Linked DNA regions of Sparus aurata: region 1 is linked to region 2. The links are chromatin contacts, called in public Hi-C maps. All regions are on one chromosome and are shown on one strand. The core of a region is the stretch at or near the end of the contact, and the rest is flanking DNA. Distances in the headings are between cores, read along the strand shown.

What was found. Hi-C and Micro-C count contacts between places; a contact is called where the count stands out from the background.
Region 1: a contact with region 2 is called in a Hi-C map of skeletal muscle, with 3 times the contacts expected there. The contact joins the promoter of myl13 here to the promoter of LOC115572044 in region 2. A contact is called at or near these places in 2 of 2 Hi-C or Micro-C datasets (skeletal muscle and an unstated tissue).

What each region holds. Positions count from the first base shown.
Region 1 is chr21:20,004,435-20,008,241 of fSpaAur1.1, reverse strand. It overlaps myl13 (myosin, light chain 13), which reads left to right and starts at 2,109. Exons shown (of 5, transcript XM_030401908.1): 1 at 2,109-2,325. The coding sequence starts at 2,218.
Region 2 is chr21:19,862,112-19,865,578 of fSpaAur1.1, reverse strand. It overlaps LOC115572044 (aquaporin-1), which reads left to right and starts at 1,433. Exons shown (of 5, transcript XM_030401808.1): 1 at 1,433-1,573; 2 at 1,725-2,125; 3 at 2,283-2,444. The coding sequence starts at 1,772. It overlaps LOC115572043 (aquaporin-1-like), which reads left to right. Exons shown (of 4, transcript XM_030401807.1): 2 at 869-1,027; 3 at 1,191-1,271; 4 at 1,367-1,636. The coding sequence ends at 1,552.

The DNA.
Region 1 (3,807 bases), core at 860-3,359, 140 kb before region 2:
TCATCGGGTTATCTCATCAGGTGTTTTTTGCCTTGGTATTCTCGTATGCACCTGCTGGTCCACAGGTGTGCAAAAGTTGAACTCAGTTATGTAGTGCTATATACCATAGGTAACTGGACCTTTTTCAGTTTCTTGAAGACGTTTCACTTCCAAATCTGAGAGGCTTCTTCAGTTCTAAGTAACTGAAGGGCAGTTGAAGACTTTTTGTTAAGGACACATGTGAATTCTTACTTTCAGCCATTGACCCGACCGGCCTACATGAGGGTTGCTAAGGCTAGGTGAGCGCAGGTGTGAATGGTTGTTAAGCTGTCTGGGAAGGAAACTCGGTACTGCATTGTAGGTGGGTGATAAGTGATGTCACAGGCCACCTCCTCTGTTCAAAGGTGGTCGTTCTAGTTTGCTGTAGACAGATTATTTGATTCTTTTGATTCTTTCAAACCGTCCGTCTTATTCTGGCCAAGATGTTTACATTGCTGTCCTCAGAGTACACTTACATCTGAAGGAGAAAAATAATTTCTTCGATGTCGTGCAGGATGATGGGTGCTGTCATCATCGCCAAAGACAATCTGCCTGAAGTGACTCAGACAGAAATAAAGTTTACAGATATATGGAAATGGAAATTGTTACTGTTATGTCAGTTCCGTCCCGTCAGTTGACTTCCTTGATCGATCGAATGTCTGGTTGTTGTTTTTTTTTTATTGTTTTTATTTGAATGCATATTTCTGATTTAACATGACACAACTTATGCACAAATCAGCTCATTTTAAATATAGATATTTCTAGCTGAGACCTAACCTTTCATCGCTGCTGGTTAGAACGTTCTGACATACGGTATGCCACGAGTGAAAGTGTGCCCAATAATCCCAGTCACCTCTACATATCATGTTTCATTGTTACACCCCCTCGAAGCACTTGGGATGCTTAGTCTAGACATAGACATTCTTTGATCAATTGCAAGGATATTTAGTTCAAGATAAAGTTTATCTGTGACACAGTTATGAATCACAACACACAAATAAAAACACAACAACAGCGAAGATAAAAAGCTATAAGTGAAAGTGAAAGTAATTTGCTTCTATCATCTTGTGCCCAAAGAAGTCTTTTTCGGTTTGTAGATGGCAGCATGTCAGATGCAGTGTGAGCTTTTTATAGCTTTTATAGGGACAGGATACAGTGTGGATGCAGTGTAACACATGTGATTGTAATGTTATTGTAAAGGGCATTTAGAAGGCCTTTGAAATGATCTTTGTCACTTAACTATGACTTGTTATTAGTGTCAAACATGACCTTTGGACACTTCTTAATTGTTCTGCAAAGTAACTGAATGTACGCATGTGATGTGTATTTTTCAAACAATGCAATCACCAGAAACATCACCCCGGCTGCCAATCTATCCACAAACTCTGTCTCCATCCGAATGCGAATGCCAGCTTCATAAAGTGGCACTTAGTGTCATATCGGATTACTTTTCTCGACTTCTGTGTTCCCTGGCGCTCTCAGAGAGGCTTGTTCACACGCAACTGCCCCAGACGGACACAACAAACTGTGAATCCTTTTTTGAGGTGGATTTGACTTTAATTCCCCGCAAATCCGTCTGATTGGACCAAATAAATCACAAAGGCTTGTCCCTACACGTCGTGTACTCTACACTGTGAATTATGTTGTCTCACTGGTTGCAATTTGAATACTAATCAAGGGGTAATTGCTGGGTATTCATCACAGCTTTGTGCCATTGTAATTCAAACAATTTTACCCTCCTCTTGTCCTGCAATCATCATTTTCTTCCTCCCCTCCTCTCTAATAACCACGGCACTTCACTGAACAAGGTCAACAGTGCAAGATAAAGAAGATTATACAAGGTCACGTTTGTGTTGGTGGAAATAGCCTGGTTAGCAGAAGGTTCCAGGCCTGGGATCTCATCCAATATAGTTTTGCATCATTGATGTCCTGATGATGTACACACACACACACACACACACACACACACACACACACACACACACACACACACACACACACCCTTTGTCTTAAATAGAAGCACAAAGGCATATCCTTTTATAGTCTTCCCCCTATTGTTGGCAGTGTGGTTGAGAATGGAAAGGGGGGCGGAGATGGCACCTGTGGACAGTGGATAAAGGGACCCAGCCTCTAATGGGACCCCTCCACCCGCAGCGTGCTGTGTCAATCCTCCCCATTGTTTCCTGAGAGCTTTTAGCGATGGCCCCAAAGAAGAAGGAAGAGCCCAAACCTGCAGCAGCACCGGCCCCCAAACCCCCGGAGCCCGAGCGCCCCAAGACACCGGAGTTTGACCCCACATCAGTGACGGTAAAACGCAACAAAAACGACAATGACAATGAGAAATGTACACTCTGAAAATGATTTGGCTGAAAACAGAGACTGTTTTTTTTTTCCAAATTATATTTAAATTCAATGTAAAGGGCCACATTTAATGCAATGTCTTTCTAACATATTGAGTTAATGTGTCTATATCAATAAACTATACTGTAAAATCTGACAAAGTGATCTCACTTAAAAAAAAAAATGGTGGAAACCGATTACCTCAAAATCAAAGTAAAGTAGACTTATTAACTTTTTGTCTCATTCACCTTAAATTTTAAAGTCTAATTGCTTGTTTTAAGGTAATCGGTTTCCTGACTTTTTTTTTAATAAAGTAAAATCAACTTTTAGAATGTACATTGTAGATGTGTGATTTATTAAAGGAGACAGGTAAAACAATATGAGGTCATTACTGTTATGTGGAAGTTTCTTATTGCTTTATATGTAATAACTGAATATACACACACACTGTGAATTCTCAAATGATGATCTTACTCAAGGAATTCAGCCAAACAGATTATTTCAGTATGTAGACTTATAATTCTTAAATCATTCAAGCTTTTTCAGTTTGTACAACTTAATTTGAATAGTTGACTTGGTAATCAGTTTCCTGACTTTTTTTAGTAATGTTAACTTTAATGATTTACATTTAATGGTTTCAGTAAAAGTTGACACTAATGACAATCAAAAAGTTTTTAAAAAGTTATTTAAATTGTTCATATTGACTCAACATGATAGAAGAACCTTGCATGAAATGTGACAATAAACACTTTTAGGCAATTAGATTTTTTTGAGTGCAGAGAAACTGTAAATTGGCTGATGAACACAGATTCAAGTGTTTTAAGCTTTGAAAAAAAAAAGATTCGCTGTAACTTAAAGTACAGATAGCTTTGCATTGAAATTGTTAGCTTACTGGCATTTGTAATTATTATTACTACTAGGCTCAATGTTTAGAAGCCAAGCTTGTGTTCAAAGAGTATCAGAGACCCCATGTGACCTAAACCTGGCAGTGCAAGCTAAACAGGACTGTACAGCCAGTTGAATGGGTTATGGATATACTGTCATTTTGTATAAAGCTTATACTGATTTTGGCTTTTTATTAAACTTGCAAACACGTATTACAAAATGTGTCCTACAGTCAGGGGGAGGCACCAAACTAGCTGATACCAGACCTCATGGAAAGCTCTTCTGCTGACTTGGCCCCTTCTCAATGGATAAATGTTTTCCTGGTTGAGTGAGCCGCCGCCATGCTACAATGGAGCGTGGTTAAAGCCACAAAATATGATTTTCATTATGTCTGCAAATAGCAGACCACCCGCGCCATTCCTCCGAGGCTAAAGGGGTGGAAAAACCGGGAGGAAGAAAAATATAGATAATTATATCCATCGCCATTCGTCTTTAAACATGCTTAGATAAGTGTTTGGATAATATTTTTACGAAGCTTCTTGGAGGGGCCGGGGTTTGCAGATA
Region 2 (3,467 bases), core at 184-2,683:
TTTCTCATTCTGACCCAGAAATCTCCACATCAGCGGCACTAACACCACACTTTCCAGCTTTACTTGTGTATCTATATTCTGAAAGAATTTTTTACAGAGGGGATACTTCATATATCACCCATAGCCTGAAGTATCTAACATTTAATTCATTTTTAATGGCCCGTTGACAGTATTTCCTTGTTTTGATTTATGGAGTGATGATAAGAGAGATCCCATCAAATGTTTCAGCAGTGTTTGCAACTAGTGCACGTTTTTATAAGATGAAAAATCATTTGCTAATTTGAACACAACATGTCAGAAAACTTGTAGTACAGAAAATAATTGTCTCAATATAAGTAATCCCCTGGGCTAGTTGGAAAAATCCCCTCTGGTGTCTTTTATCAAAATTTCAGATTGAATCATGATTAAAGCTGCAATATGAAAGATTTTTTTTTGTCAAAACCTAAAAAAATTAAGGGGGGGGTGGGGTTGTGGCTCCAGAGCAAGTTGCATGTATTCTGACAAACTGCACCCAGTGATGTCATTCAGTGTCAAGGTTGCATTATGGGTAATATGGTGCACGAGGATTTGAAAAGGATGGCATGGAATAAAAAGGGAATCTTGAAATCTATTCAAACAGTATTTATAAGAGTGTAATGCTGGACCCACTGGTGTAGCCGCTGGGCTGCTTGAAAAAAAATATGGGCACCTGCATTACCCATAATGTAAGTTTGCAACTGAGTGACATCAATGGACACAGTTTATCAGATTACATGTAGCCACAAACGCTTTACACTACTTCAAAGTGGAAAATTGGTGGGATTACCCTTTAGTTGTGTATGTCCATAGAGGCAGGGCACAAACTGAAGCGTTTTCTCCTCGATTGCAGCTGAATGGAATTACCCCTAATCAAGGTTTTGGCGTAGAATTCCTGCTCACCCTCCAGCTCGTCATGTGCGTGCTGGCAGTCACCGACAAAAGGCGTGACGTGGGCGGATTTGGACCTCTGGCAATCGGATTGTCTGTGGGGCTGGGACACCTCGCTGGAGTGAGTATATCAAAACATTTCCCCTCATTAATTCGTTCGATGGTTTCTCCGTCTGATACAATGGATTGGCGTAGGACGAACTGGCTATAAATCCGGCTTGCGTGTAATCTGCTGTCATATGGCCAGAGACGCAAGTGGTGGTTTCCTCTGATATGGTTTACAGATCAGCTACACAGGATGTGGTATCAACCCGGCTCGATCCTTTGGTCCTGCAGTCATACAGAAGTGTTTTGATGATCATTGGGTACGTATTGCAGAGCTGAAAATCAGACATTTTGCCAGTGTTGCACTCATGAGTCACTCCTATTGAAACGGATGTCCTGTTCTTTTGTTTTTCAGGTGTACTGGGCAGGACCGATGAGCGGCGGTGTGGTGGCAGCTCTCCTGTATTATTCTCTGTTGGTGCCCAGAGATGAGCACATTAGCGTACAAGCACAGGTCCTGTTCTGCTGTGGCTCGACAATGGAAAATGGCATTCGCGAGCCCCTCCTCGAGGATGTCAAAGATAGATGGTCAAGGACGTAGCCTGGTGGAAATCACTACTGTGTAATGCTTTATTTGTAACCAATAAAATATTTTTTCAGCCATAAGCAGCTCCTCTCTAATGCTCAAATGTGTACCCTGAAGTCATCTTTTTTCCTGTTTCACCTCTTCTTCCCCTCCCCTCTGCACACAAACCTCCTCACTATAAATACAGAAGCTCATACATGTCGGTTTGACACACCGAACACATTCGACGCGGAGATGACAGAAGTAAAAAGCTGGGCGTTTTGGCGGGCAGTGGCTGCAGAGTTTGTCGGCATGTTGCTGTTCATATTCGCGGGTTTGACCGCCATCATCGGGAGCGTCGAGAAAGGCGTTGCTCAGGAGCTGAAGGTCGCGCTGGCCTTCGCACTGGCTATCGCCACTCTGGTTCAGAGTTTGGGGCATGTCAGCGGGGCACACTTTAATCCTGCAGTCACACTGGGGCTACTGGTGAGCGGCCAGATCAGCGCACTCAGATGCGTCTGCTACATCTTGGCTCAGATGCTCGGGGCAGTTGCAGCTAGTGCTATCGTGAATGGATACGCACAAATCGGTTCCCTCGGTGTTAACGAGGCAAGAGGTCGTCCTTAATATCTGTTTTTGTTTTTGTTTTTTTTTCAAACTTTAATTTATTGTGATTTCGACAAATGTGTCGTGTCATATAAACCACTGCATTGGATCTAACTTGTTGCATTTAGCTGTTCTGGTTTATTTTCATTGTCTTTCACAGCTAAACAGAGTGACCAAAGCGCAAGGCTTCATCATCGAGTTCCTTGCAACCCTTCAGCTGGTCCTGTGTGTGATCGCAGTGACCGACAAGCGACGGAGTGATGTCAAAGGTTCGGCACCGCTGGCTATTGGGCTGTCAGTGGGGCTTGGGCACTTTGCAGCTGTAAGTGAATCCCAATCCTGACGTTTTTTGTTTCTTGTCTTTAAAGCAGTTTGGACAAGATAAGCAGAGCAAAGTGAAATCCTTTCAGGGCACAAATGTATGTTATAAAGGAGGCTCTTCAGCCAAGTACTGTAAGGGTGGACAAGGTTTGGTTTAAATGATGGAAGGTGGGAGAAAAAAGCTGTGCAGTCACAGCAATTTTCATTTCTCTGAGGACTGACTGGGGTTTTTTTTTGAGGCTATTTGAAGTGGTGTGGGGCAGATTTCCTGTTTAGCCATTCACTCACTCGGTGTTGGTACTTGAGACCACTGTTCCCTTTCGGACAATATAGTTTCTCTGTGTTGCACAGGAATTGTCATGATTCAAGATTGTACTCTTGTTACATAATTGTGCAGGGTGCGGCTGAATTGCCAGTAGTTCACAAAGTGGGCACAGCAAATCACAATTTCAAAAACGGCTACAGCAGCATGTTAACAGGAATATGAATCAGCAGCACGTGTCAAATTTCTGTGAGTGCATTTTCCTGGCAACATCACACAGCTTTCTGAGGATCAAGTGGGTTGGATGTGCCTGGTGCAAAGACTAACACACTGAATGAATTAGATTATTTTAAAATAACACGTCAAAATGTGAAAACTGCGTCACAAACAGAAACAGTGGTCACAATTTTTCCAACATAAACAACTTTGATTAAAAAAAAAGGTGATATTCAGGTAAAATAAATTGAGATATTAATTGATTTTGATAATATAAAATGTTGTAACGGAATCTTCTGAGTGCAGGAATGACATGTGCAATTAACCCTTTTATGCAATAATGAGCAAATTTTTTAATGCTTGATTTTACTCTTTCAAGTGAAACATCACCACAATACCCTTTTTTTCCATCAACCTTTTAATTCTCAGAAAAATGGTAAAAATATTTTTCAGCGTTTTTTATATTGCTTGTACAGCTATTTTTTGTGATAACCATCAACCAACTGTAACCCTATATTCGGCATACTAGGTCTATATTTAGATCTC